Linked DNA regions of Mus musculus: all the other regions are linked to region 1. Evidence: chromatin contacts called from public Hi-C and promoter capture Hi-C data. All regions are on one chromosome and are shown on one strand. Each heading gives the region's core, a stretch centred on a gene start, on an enhancer-like site or on the middle of the called end of the contact. The rest is flanking DNA. Distances are from core to core; before and after follow the strand shown.

Evidence for each region. Promoter capture Hi-C pulls out the DNA fragments that hold promoters and counts their contacts. Hi-C and Micro-C count contacts between places; a contact is called where the count stands out from the background.
Region 2: a promoter capture Hi-C map of stem cell-derived epiblast-like cells shows a contact between it and region 1, with 4 times the contacts expected there. The contact joins the enhancer-like site here to the promoter of Scn9a in region 1. A contact is called at or near these places in 6 of 39 promoter capture datasets (the C10 cell line, cranial neural crest, embryonic stem cells and 3 more).
Region 3: a promoter capture Hi-C map of embryonic stem cells shows a contact between it and region 1, with 4 times the contacts expected there. The contact joins the promoter of Slc38a11 here to the promoter of Scn9a in region 1. A contact is called at or near these places in 7 of 39 promoter capture datasets (the 3T3-L1 cell line, embryonic stem cells, hippocampal neurons and 4 more) and 1 of 9 other capture datasets (embryonic stem cells).
Region 4: a Hi-C map of the N1E-115 cell line shows a contact between it and region 1, with 9 times the contacts expected there. The contact joins the enhancer-like site here to the promoter of Scn9a in region 1. A contact is called at or near these places in 2 of 39 promoter capture datasets (the 3T3-L1 cell line and embryonic stem cells), 1 of 15 datasets of contacts at CTCF or cohesin (pro-B cells) and 6 of 484 Hi-C or Micro-C datasets (the N1E-115 cell line, embryonic stem cells and palatal mesenchyme).

Annotation. Positions count from the first base shown.
Region 1 is chr2:66,633,450-66,636,479 of GRCm38.p6, reverse strand. Scn9a (sodium channel, voltage-gated, type IX, alpha) reads left to right here and starts at 1,518. Exons shown (of 27, transcript NM_001290674.1): 1 at 1,518-2,024. Gm35265 (a long non-coding RNA gene) reads right to left here and starts at 2,716. Exons shown (of 7, transcript XR_374598.4): 1 at 1,999-2,716.
Region 2 is chr2:68,384,726-68,387,755 of GRCm38.p6, reverse strand. All of the region lies in intron 5 of Stk39 (serine/threonine kinase 39), which reads left to right. Among named protein-coding and RNA genes, the nearest start is that of Stk39, 86 kb to the left of the region's middle. Within about 2 kb of position 1,590, at least 26 of the 459 cell types and tissues checked have an H3K27ac peak or open chromatin away from gene starts, as enhancers often do. A contact at or near this core is called in stem cell-derived epiblast-like cells, where this site is marked.
Region 3 is chr2:65,362,396-65,365,425 of GRCm38.p6, reverse strand. It overlaps Slc38a11 (solute carrier family 38, member 11), which reads left to right and starts at 1,400. Exons shown (of 12, transcript NM_177074.2): 1 at 1,400-1,545; 2 at 1,959-2,079. The coding sequence starts at 1,507. It overlaps Mir6337 (microRNA 6337), which reads left to right and starts at 1,026; the gene lies at 1,026-1,130.
Region 4 is chr2:65,400,760-65,403,789 of GRCm38.p6, reverse strand. Gm34739 (a long non-coding RNA gene) reads left to right here. Exons shown (of 4, transcript XR_374587.2): 3 at 758-1,008; 4 at 1,779-1,981. Among named protein-coding and RNA genes, the nearest start is that of Gm34739, 13 kb to the left of the region's middle. Within about 2 kb of position 1,544, at least 11 of the 459 cell types and tissues checked have an H3K27ac peak or open chromatin away from gene starts, as enhancers often do. A contact at or near this core is called in the N1E-115 cell line, where this site is marked.

The DNA of each region.
Region 1 (3,030 bases), core at 269-2,768:
TATGTCTACAAACATACACACACACACACATTTATAGATGCTTTACTCAAATTCCCCAATACTGGAAAGTAATGAAGAAATGAAATAATCAGCTATGGTAGATCCAGACTATGGAATTAAAGATGTTGGTAATAAAAGGATTCTTTGCATACCTGGGAACAAGAAACTATGTGTCCTCTCAGTGATGCTGAGAACCTAAAATTGCTCTACAGTTAGAATTGTTTAAAAAAAATGGTACATTATGTTTTTTATTGAACTCTTCCTACATCTGAAATCATCCAGGTAAAAGGTGACTACTTTTCTAGCACACAGTTCTAAGAATTACTGTCAAATGATTTTTCCAGAGAGCTATCTCCAAAATTAAAGTTTTTTATTATTATTATTTATTTTATGTGTCTGAGTACACTGTAGCTTTCTTCAGACACACACCAGAAGAGGGCATCAGATCCCATTAGAGATGGTTGTGAGCCACCATGTGGTTTCTGGGAATTGAACTCAGGACCTCTGGAAGAGCAGTCACTGCTCTTAACCACTGAGCTATCTCTCCAGCCCCCAAAATTAAAGTGTTTGTACACACTTTGTAGCACATTTTTGCCTTTCAAGGGTGTAGTATTAAAGTCCCTCTTTCCTCCAGCACAGCAGGCCATATAGATGTGGTGCTTCAAACTGTGGATATTGAACTTAAGCTTCACTTCCCCGGGGTGGGGGTGGGGGTGGAGCGATTGGCACAGTATTGCAGAAAAAGCCTTGCCCATCAAGCTGATCTGACCTGCCCTGAACTTTCTGAAAGCTGGGTCATGAAGTCCATCCACCAAGTCTCAGAATCTGCCATCCTCCAATGTCTTCTTTCCGCAGATTGTTGTTGTGTTTCTGCCATTGCTTCCCCTGCCAAGTTTCTGCACAACACAACACACACACACACACACACACACACACACACACACACACACACACACACACACCAAGAACAATTTCTTTCCACAGTCCCTGAACTAATCTCTGAAATTCACCATCCCTGGGGTTGATTGCATATCCTGGTGAGCGGTCCTAAGTCTAGGAAAATCTAAACCAAGTCTTCCTCCCCACCTAGACCAGCCTCTACAGCCTAGTCAAACTTCAAAAAGAAATATGCATTCTTTGCCTATCTAGAAGACTGCACACTCACTTATAAAAACAAAAACAACAAACAAACAAACAAAACAGGAAAAGGACACAGCCTAAAAATCGGTTCTGAGCATTCACTACCCAGCTCTACCAAGGGCAAACCCCAAAGGAGGGAACAGTGTTCTGCAGGCAGGGAGGCACCTGGAGGACAATGCTTTGTACATTCTCCCCAAGCTCCAACCCTTTGTCATTCTTCTCTGCCTTGCAGTTTTTCTCCGACTCAGCCTTCAAGCCACATAAAGTGGCTTCTCGGAAACATTAGCACTGAACTGGAGGGAAGGAAGGAGCTAGAGGGAGGTGGGGCGAGGTGATGGAAGGGCCTTTTTAGCTGCCCGCCACACTGGCGCACACTCGCACACACCCCACCCAGAGAGGTGGCCGCGGGTGAGAGGCTGTGCGACCCACCTCCTGTCCCTTCTTCTAGCACGGAGTATAGAGGCTGCCGCATCCCTAGCATCACCACGCCCAATCGCCAGGTCTCCGCCCTGCACCGTCTACCGGGCTGGGAGGAGGGAGCTAGGGGTGGGGACCCGAGAGCTCAGGGAGCATCGAGGAGGCCTAGCGACGCGGTTGGCAGCCGAGGGCGGGGTCGCTTCATCCTGAGCAGACTAGAAACAGACAGACTCCGTGCAGGCCTAGCCTGCGCTCCAATTGCGACTCTAGCCTTTTCAATCCTGCCCACTGTGCAGGCTGGTCTGGTCTAGCCTGGGTATCCCGGACTCCTAGTAGCAGGCACTGTGAGCAACAGGATTTCAAAGAAAGAAGCAGAGGGAAGAAAGAAGCCTGGGAAGAGAGGAAGACTTCCCTTGGATCAGAATCCGCAGGTGCACTCACCGGGTGGGCATGATCCGTGGGGCCAGGTCAGTGAAAGTCTTTTTTTTTTTTTTTTTTTTTTTTTTTTCCCAACCTCTTGCTACTCCCGCGAGTGTGGAAGAAAGAGGACCTAAGGTCCCTTTGCTCCCTTCAACTGCCACACCCACCTGTGTCCGTTTTTCACAAACTCGAATTTAGCCACCAAGGATTGCACCACCAGGAATTTAAAGGGGCTGAAAGAGGTGGGGATTGGGGGCGGGGAAGGTGGGGTCAGCAGAGAATGAAATCCAACTATTTCAACCGGAAAGCTACGCTCCCAACCCCCCCCCCCCCAAAAAATCACACTCTTGCGGCTCCTACGGGTTCAACAATATACACAAAGGTAGAGATGCTTAACAGTCTGTTATTTCTTTTCCGTCTACTCCAGTGGAGTTGTTACATGGGTCTCAGGACCAGGGCCAGCTTATGCTTCTTGACTAGCTAATAAAAAGGCATGTGCTTTAGAGCGAGTGTCTGCAAAGATAAACACGCAGACACAGCATTGCTGACTTACCTAGGAAAGATCAGAAAATCTACACACCCCAGAGAAGCATTAACAGGCAAATAAAGAACCAGCCCGTTTCTTAACAGTTTGTTTGTTTGTTTGTTTGTTTGTTTTTCAGGTCAATGAGCACTTTATAATGAAAATTAAAAGTTTTAGTTCATTTTAATTTGGTATATAGTACAACTGAATATCATGAACTCTCGAAGGGTGAATTTTTTTTCTTTGCATGTGTGTGTGTGTGTATGTATGTGTGTGTGTGTGTGTGTGTGTTCCAAACAAGATTAATCAATCAACCAACCAACCAAATAAACTAAAGCCAGTTTTTTAAATCATAGCAAAAAGTTTTACAAGGCTTTCTTTTCTTTTTCTTTTTCTTTTTTTAAGTTTTAGAGTCAACAGTAAATTACTTTAATCCAACAGCAATTTTGCCAGAACCAAATTTGGGGCATTTTTTTTCCCTCAAAGAAAACTTATAAAAGATAAAGACCAAATTAATATATGCTTTTACA
Region 2 (3,030 bases), core at 341-2,840, 1.8 Mb before region 1:
CGCAAAAGAGGAGGTGCAACCCTAGTGTCTCAAGTGTAGCAGACACAGGGGATGTATATTGTGGGAGACCCATCCTCCCTGAAGGTTAAGTGAATGAGACAAGGTGAGAGGCAGGATTGCCTTTTGTGAAAGAAGTGGGGAAAACTGAGAGGATGGCACTGACTGAGTGCATGGATCCAGGGAGCCGAGTCACACAGGGCTTAGACAAAGCACATCACCTTTTTAACACTTTGAGTTTTAAACCATACATGTGGCTGACATTATAAAACAGATGCAGCAGCTTAGGAAAGTCAGTAATGCACTGCCAACAAATGTGTGTGTCTGTGTGAAAGTGTGTGTGCATGTGTGTGCATGTGTGCCCATGTGTGAGAGTCTGTGTGTATGTACATGTTGTACACGTGTGTGTAAGTACATGTGTGTACGCGTCTCTGTGTGTGTCTCTCTGTGTATATACATGTTGTAGACCAGAGGTTTAGCTTGGGTTTAGTTCCTCGGGTATTGTCCACTTTGGTTTTTATTTTTTTAAAAAAAATTTAAAGATAGGATTCTCATTGGCCTGGGACATTAGGCTGATTGGCCAGTAAGCCCTAAGAATCTTCCCGTCTCTGCCTTCTCAGAGCTGGGGTTACAAGCAGCGAGCCCCAATACATTTGCCTTTTTAAGGTCTTAGGATCAAACTGAGGTCCTCCTGCTTAGGTAGTAGGCATTTTTACCCCTAAGTTATCTCCCCAGATGCCCTTATCAGAGCGTTTGAGTGTCTGCCGTAGTAGGAAGGAGCCTTCACACACACCTGACTTGGCCCCAGTCCTTTTCATTCTTCCACTGCTCCTTCTCGCTCTGTCCTTTCCCCCTTGGTTCTCCTGGCTTTTATTGTTCGTATGGGACAGTCTGTTTTTGCTTTTCTGTCATGGAAGCTGGCATCTTGTGCCTATGAACAGTCTCTCAGTCCTTGGGGAGTGTGTCATTCTTTATCCGAAAGGCTAGAGTTCTAAAGGCTAGTTTGGAAAACTACTTCAGTTCAGGAAGTGACAGGCAAAATACATGTGAGCAAAACCCGGAAAGTGTCCAGTCACAGCAGGTTCCTCGATGAGAGAGAGCGGACTAGCAGCTGCTTGAAATCCCCAGGCCAGCGTTCACCGACTCCGCGGCTTTGGATGAGTTACCGAGCTGAGCCTCTTTAGGACTCATTTCCTTTAGAGGAGATTAAAGAAAATACTGCCTTTTACTATTGCTGGCACACAGTAGGTACACTATAGCCACCAACTCAAGCTGTTGCTATGGTTACTAGTGTTACCGTCATTCCTAACTTTACTGCAGCCAGCAGGACCACACTTGCACTGCCTGGAGGTTATGTGTACCTCAGATTTGTCTTACAAGAGCTTCAACCATGAAAGCCTTTCTGAGTCACAAAAAAAGGTAAGCTTACCAATATAGAATTTGGAAGGAAAGTCGCCATTAATCTTGAGTTAAGCTGTTTGAGAAGTAAACTGACTTTCCTTGTTTGGGAATGAGACAACCTCTCATTGGAGAGGGTCAGAATAGCAGTCAGTTGCCTTTGAAATGCAAAGACAGGTCAAGGCCTGCTTTGTTCTGGCTCTTGGCACTCTGCCAGTCACCTCATCCCATTACCCCTGTCAGCTTGATGATCTGAGCTCTTTCCTGGGTGTCTGGAACTCCCTGTCCTTCTCTTTCTCCCAACTGGGATCCTCTGAGGCGAGGTTCCCTACTTCTCTTTCTGTCTCAGACCTTAAGGTTCTTTCTTTACCATGAGTGGCTCAGGGAGCTCTGTGGCTCCCGGGAGGGAGAATGGGGTGTGGAAGGGGACGAGGTGAGGGGCGGGGCTGGGTTCAGGAGGACACCTGTAGAAAGAACCTGTGTTTGGTGGCTCTGAGGATCAGCTGGGTTGGGGCAGGAAGGGCCAAGCTCTGTGTGTGCCTGGCACACAGTGAGGGCTTGTTCCAGCCCTTCCGTGTTTCCTGCTAGGCGTTTTTCATAGTACCTCCATGAACAGATCGGCCCTATCCTGCATGTCTGGTGTGGTCCAACAGGTATTTAATCAGCAGTTTGCACACCTTTGGAGCGATAGCTTTCTGGAATTATCCCTACACTTCCTCCTTGTTCTCTGAACTGAGCACAGTGTTGTATTTGTGCAGAATACAGTGTCAATTTAAAAACTGGAGGTAAAACACGAATATAAGGTTATTGTTTTACAGTGCTGCCAGGATGCAAGGAGGTGCTGCTCTTCCTGACACACCAGAAGAGGGCATTGGTTCCCATTACAGGTGGTTGTGAGCCACCATGTGGTTGCTGGGAATTGAACTCAGCACCTCTGAAAGAGTGGTCATTGCTATTAATCTCTGAGCCATCTCTTCAGTCCTTGGTTTTATTTATTTTTATTTTATGTATATTGGTGTTTTGCCTGCCATGTGTGTTGGTTCTCTGGAGTTACCAACAGTTGTGAGCTGCCGCATGGGTGCTGGGAACTAAACCTAGGAGCTTAACTGGCTCCTCTGCTCTTAAATGCTGAACCATTCTCCAACCCCAACACCACACAACGCTCTTAAGATTGATAAAAGTTGCCTCCTGGTGGTGGCACACACCTAGGGTGGCAGAGGAAGCCAGAATTCTGTGAGTTCAAGGCCAATCTGGTCTACAGAGCAAGTTCCAGGACAGCTAGGGCTACATAGACACCTGACCCCCATGTATGTAAAAGTCAGCTTTTGTGTCATGATTAAAAAACCAGAGTGGGTAATCTCCTCAGGATTAAATAAAACGCCTTCCACTCTGGATGCTGCCCTTGGAACGCCTGAGTGTCACTCTGTCACAGTAAAGGTAGACTGGATGTCTTAGGAAGTGAAACAAATAGGTCTTACCACAGTAGGTGATGAAAGGGGGTGTGATTGTTTGAGAATTGTGCTCTTCCCACGACTTGCCATTTATTTACTAATTTGATGCTCTGTCGTATTGTCACGGAAAGTGCAGTGCTTTGTCTGGCAAGTGACTAAGCCTGTTCGTCCAGAATTCATGAGA
Region 3 (3,030 bases), core at 151-2,650, 1.3 Mb after region 1:
AGTGTTGAATGTGGTTTACAATATTATAGACCATTAATGCTGTTTGTGTGTGTGTAACTTATGGTTACAAATAAATTCTTACGAATGATAGATGGAAAAATATTGATAATTTCATGAACTGGTTGATTCTAGAGCTGTGAGGATCAAGGAAAGAGAAGTTGGTGGTGTTTCTACTGTAACTCTGAGTGTTCATTTTTACAAACGGAAAAGCAAGGGGCAAATGTTGAAACTTCTTCAATTAATGGTACAGAGTAGTGGAGGATTTTTAAATAGCTCTAGTTTTTTCTAACCTTTTATCTTTCTTTTGCATGCTGTGTAGGTGTGTGTGGATGCCTATTTGTGCATGAGTGATGGCTCCGGAGTGAGGTGGATCCCTGTTTCATTCACTGGGGAAGGCATGTCTCACTTTAACCCAAAGTTTGCCCATCAGCAACCTTAGCTGTCCAGCTTGCCCTGGCAGTCAAGGGGTTTGGAGAACCCAAACTCTGGTCTCCATGCTTTCATGCCAAGGTGCCTGAGAAGTCACCTCCCCACGACCCAGTTTGTTTGTTTTCTTTATATATTAAAACTTTTTTTTCATATTTAAATAGTCACGAAAAATAAATAAATAAATAAATAAAATAAATAAATAAATAATATAAAGAACCTCTCCGTTTCGTTAGCATCTATGGATTATTATTTTCTTGCCCCAGAGGACGTTCTCTGCCCATCTTCCGGTCTGTTTCATCCTGTTTAACACAAAATGACAAATAGAAATTTTCATTTAAGGTTCTTCCTAGCCTAGGTATTCTAGGGACCCTCCCTTTGTTGGCCCCTGCATGTCCCTTTTCCTTTTTAAAGGATCATTACCTGAATCCGCAGTATCAATCTATCGCGCCTTTCTCTTAATTTTTCCTTCTCCGAAATTTCCAGGGCCTCTTTGACTAAGGCATGCACAGCAAACAATCTGGCTAAAGCCCCCAAGTAGTATTTTGCTTTCTGATGATTTCTTTATGAGGCTTCCAAATTCTACTTAATATAAAAGTTCTAACATTTCACAGTCCTTTTCTATCCAAGAAGAGGTGTAGGGGGAGGAACACCCTGTAAACAATGTCACTCTGTGGAGATGAGGGCTGCTGGGTTGCTAGGTTCTTAGCTGGCTTCAGACTCTGGCATAGGAACAGAGAGAGAAGCAAGGGAAAACGCACGCTGTGGGAGGAACAGGTTGTACCTTTGCAGTTTTAGATAGAGAGATCAGTGCGGTGCGCCCTGAGTGAGGGGAGTCTGAGCTACAGGGTTAGAAATGTCCAGCATCCTCACCCGCAGCAGCGAGCAGGGTGCACCCGCCCCGCCCCGTGAAGGCGGAGACCTCTGAGCTGCAGCCTAGTGCCCAGCGTACCCAGGGACCCGCTGCACCGGCTCCTTCCATCTCGCTGGCGAACTTAAGCGGGCAAAACCTGCAGGGGAGTTTGGCCTGGTGGGAGCCTGCTTCCCAGCCTCAGAACCTGCCCTTGCGCAGATGCAGACATGAGCTATCAGCAGCCACAGCTGAGCGGTCCTCTGCAGGTAAAACTGGCAACAAGGGCAAGAGCTCAACATCCTCCTTAAGTTTAATGCTGGGGTCTTGGTTTGGCAAAAAGGGATAGATCTGACTTAATCTGACCTACACCGATTTGGCAAACACTTTTCAATAACACCAATAACCTCTTTAATTTCATAAAACCGTGTGGTTGACTCCTAACAGACTCTGGAGTTGGGTCAAAGCAGTTGGGCAGCCTCAACATGGAGACTTGTGAAGACTTAAGGATAGACTTTAAGTTCTTTTGGATTGCTGGCCATTCTTGTTTTCCCTCCTTATTGATGTATTATTAACACTATAGGCATAACTTGATGTCATTACTATGTTTGAATCCTGCGTTGCTTATTTATCTGACTTTTTTTTCGAACTAGTAAAATCGTTATTTTATCTATTAAAATAGAGAGAGACAGACTCGAGTGACAGAGAAAGCCTGATCTCCGGACATGAACACGGAGGGAAATCTAGTCAGTCTGCCGCTGTTTTCAATGTAGTCAATTCTGTTATAGGATCTGGGATAATAGGTAAGCCACCCGTGTCTGCTTGGTTCTGTTTATGAAGTATAAAGACAAGCTTTTCAAAGTGTTATTATGATGCTAGCATTCAGTAAAACTTCAATGGGGTTTTCTTCCACAAAAGCTTTTATATTTTTTTCCATCATAGTAATGATCTGTCCTCTTTATGCGGAAATTGCACTGTTTCCCCCCCCCCACATCAGACAATAGCATCCTCCAGTTGGGGAGAGGCTACACAGGGGCCGGGGAAAATGGGCTTTTCATAGATTAACTGGTCAGTGGATCATGTCAACTAATGCATTTGTTTCTTCTTTCTGAAGCAGACTGTATTACAAAAACCATCTTAGTGTCAGTGTGAAACTTGCAGATTCCTGCGTATATTATGTGTACAAAAGCTTAATGGGAGACTTTTAAGAATCCTATGAAAATTAAACTAGATAATATCTCCTTGTGCACCTATATGATCTTAAATTTAAAATATGAGCTTATGAAATACTGTTTACATCTAGTTATTAATAGAATTCATTTACAGCAGTGCTTACAATTGGTAAGAATAGCCCCTGTTATCCCAACAAATTAGAAGCAAGGGAAAGCTTCTATAAAAGTAAAAACTTTAAAAGCTATTGCATTCCATTAATAGAAGCAGTATTTTCCAGTGTTTATTATTGTTTTTATAGCTGGAGACATTCCATTTCAGAAAAGGCAAGGAAAACAAGAGCCTATCTATTGCAATACCCACCAAATATGTAGCTGTTTAACTATAAAATTTCCAGATTTTAATTTACTTAAAAGTATGAGTTTATCAAATGGATTGTTTTTATTTTTATTTATTTCTTATTTCATTTTATGTGTGTGTATAGGTGTTTTGACTGCATATATATATACCACAGGTATGCCTGGGGCCCACAGAGGTCAGTAGAGGGTGTCTGATAACCTGGAACAGAAGTTCCAGGATGGATG
Region 4 (3,030 bases), core at 295-2,794, 1.2 Mb after region 1:
TCAGACTTGGCAGCAAATGCCTTTACCCTGTGAGCTATCTCAGTAGTGTGAGGATGTGTAAGTTCTGATGACACATTTACAGTATACTCATAGGCACTTTCTTATTTGCTGTATAGTAAGTGTTAATATCCTTTCTGGGGATTTTTTTTTCTTGCCTTTCTCTGCCTGGGGCCTCTGTTCCAAGGACAAAGTTGTTAGTATGGTTCTGGCCATTTCTTCTTCTGGCATTTCCTGGGGTTTCTATGGTTTATGTTATTTAAAAACACGCTGTCCATCATTCATTATATTCATGATAATTTTTATGGTTTTAATTACTGCCTTTCAACATAATTTACAGCTAGTCCAATTTTAAAGTTGTTGACCCTGCCTCTTAAACCTGGGAGAACGTTTTGCCTACTGTGCTGGAAAGAAATAGCCACTAAAAGATGCTTTAGAGACTAATTTAAGACAATTTCATACAATTCTATAAAACAATATAGAGATGAAATGATAATGATGTTCTAGTAAATTTAATTGGTCAGATTTTATCCATTAAATATGATTAGTTCAAGTCAACTAAAGTCCATAGAAGGAAGTTACCTCATCCTTGAGTCAACTAATCAGTTGACCTCACATGACCTCCAACATCAAATAGCCCTAATTCCATATTAATTACTTCAGAATGTAGAAAGTAGGTTTTCTTAAAAAGTGTGTATGACAGAGGTAGCTAAACCTAGTGAGGATGATGTAAGAGAACTTTAATTACTTCTCCCCACAGAAATGGAAGAGCCTGCATATCTCATCTCTGGGACATGGAGTGGACTGAGCTGGAAAGCCCCAAGGGTCAGTTTACAAAGTGTGCACAGTGTTGCGAACACCTGAGCTTGGGTAATTCACAACATTTCACTCGTGGGGTCTGGTACTCAAGTGTCCGGAGAGAGCAAAGGGACATGGAGTCAATATGGATTTCAACAAGGAAGTTCAGCAGCCTTCGCTCCAGACTAAGGCCATCACCGTATTCATACAAACGTAAGGAGCTGTGCCTAGCCACCACCCACTTGTGAGTGCCCCTGGCTCCCCCATTTTCCTTCCTTTCTTCTGAATTACACGTGGGAAGTAGCAGGGAAGGAGCTAGCAAGCTTGCTGGCTGCAAGCTCTGGCGAAACACACTTCTACAGAGGACTAAAACAGTTTGACTGACTTTTACTTTAAAAATTTATCGTTATTAAAAGGGGGCCATAAAAAAACAAGGTCATAAATTTATTTCAGAGTTAATATTATTTCAGGTAACGGGCAGCAAATTGTAACCATGGGCTTTTCTGTCCGTGCCCAACTTCTACGAAATAACAACTCTGAGACTTCTTATAGATTAATAAATGCCCAGGCCAATAGCTTTGACGCATTTCAGCTACTTCATAGCTCAGTTATCTGGTTTAAACTCGTCTAAACCATGCCATGTGGCTAGTTACCTCTCCTTCGGTTTCACGTGCCAGTCTCCCTCAGAGTTCTGGTTAAATGCTTGAAGCATGACTCTATCCCAGAGTTCTTCTCTCTGCAGAAACGCCCACCTCCTATTTCCTGCCTCACTTCATTGGCCAATCGGCTTTTGATTGGTGGATGAAGCTTCCATTAGTACAAGAGATTCTCTCTTCAGCAAATGATTTGATTTGGGCTTTCAACTACATTTGTCAGCTTCCTGGTGGTTTCCTGCCAAGGAAAACCCTTATTAAATAAAGTAGTGCTATAGAAACAGCTCTTGGTGTTGTGATTGTAGAAGCTGTTATCCCTGCTTCCCACAGAACAAGGCATCATCAGTGCTAGAAACTTGTGAGACGCTTCAACCTTGAACCTGAGTGTCCAGATCTCCAGGTGAGAGCATTTAATGAGAAACAGCACCCTAGATTCAAGACATCATCCGAGTGAGACTAACATCCTGATTAAGATCCCAGAGCTGACTGTAACTCCACCTCCAGGAGATCTGGAACCCTCCTCTGTTCTCTTAGAGCACCTGCACCTTCTCTTCCCCCCCTCCCTCTCTCTCTTTTTTCTCTCTCTCTCTACCCCCCCCCCCCCCACTCACACACACACACAAATACACGGTATGCATAGTTAAAAACAAGAACTTTTACCTCATGGCAATGAGCAAAGAGGCAGCTTTTGGGTGGTATTTTTCTTATATAAGGGGCAGAGCAGATGGCAGTCCTTTGTCCATCCAAGATTAATGACTGGCTTGGTGGCCAACGCTGTTTTATGCCTAGGACAAATCAAAAATCAAAATCAAATCAAATCAAATCCAAGCAGTGTGGCACGAGAGGAGGAAGACAGACAGAGACACCCATGAACTGCCATTGCCACCCACAGACCTGCCCTCCAGAGAATGGCCCAGGTGGACCCTAGACACTGGCTTACTGCCACTTCAAGTGGCACAGATGGAGGATGCCACCCAAGGGCCCATCAGCCATGTCGCCATCTTGCAGTAGGAGTTACCACAATGCATAATATTTGTGGTGGTCAAATGGGAGAGAAAGAGAAGTGGGCCAGCTTGAGCATTATGAAGATAGATGGTACTGAAGTCTGGAGGGTCGAGAGAAGTAGCCTGCTGTGAGTGCCCAGCCCCACCACCTGGGGCCGTGGTAAGGTCCCAACCCGAGCTGCTACTGAGGGCAAGGTCTGGGTTCTTGGCTACACAGTGGCAAGGGCCGGAGTCAATATCCATGGCTCAGTAGACATCCCTGGTCGAGGCAGCCTCCAGGAAGCACGGGGATGTCTAGGGCTATGTAAAACGGGCCCTGCCCCTCACTGGCTGCTGTGCTCTGGAGAGCTGGCCCCATCTCTCACCCAGGCAGCACAGTGGAACTGGTTCTGGTGGCTGGGGTGTCCCTAAGCTGGCCCAAAGGCATGAGTGTTGGAAATCTGACCCTGACTTGGGGTGGCATGGGTGCAGAGTTAATGGTCGCCTCCTCTGGCAGCAGGGAAAGCTGCCCACAGGGTCATGAGCATAGGAGAGCCCTGCAGCTCTCTAGCTGCAGCACTCAAGAAAGCAGGCCCTGC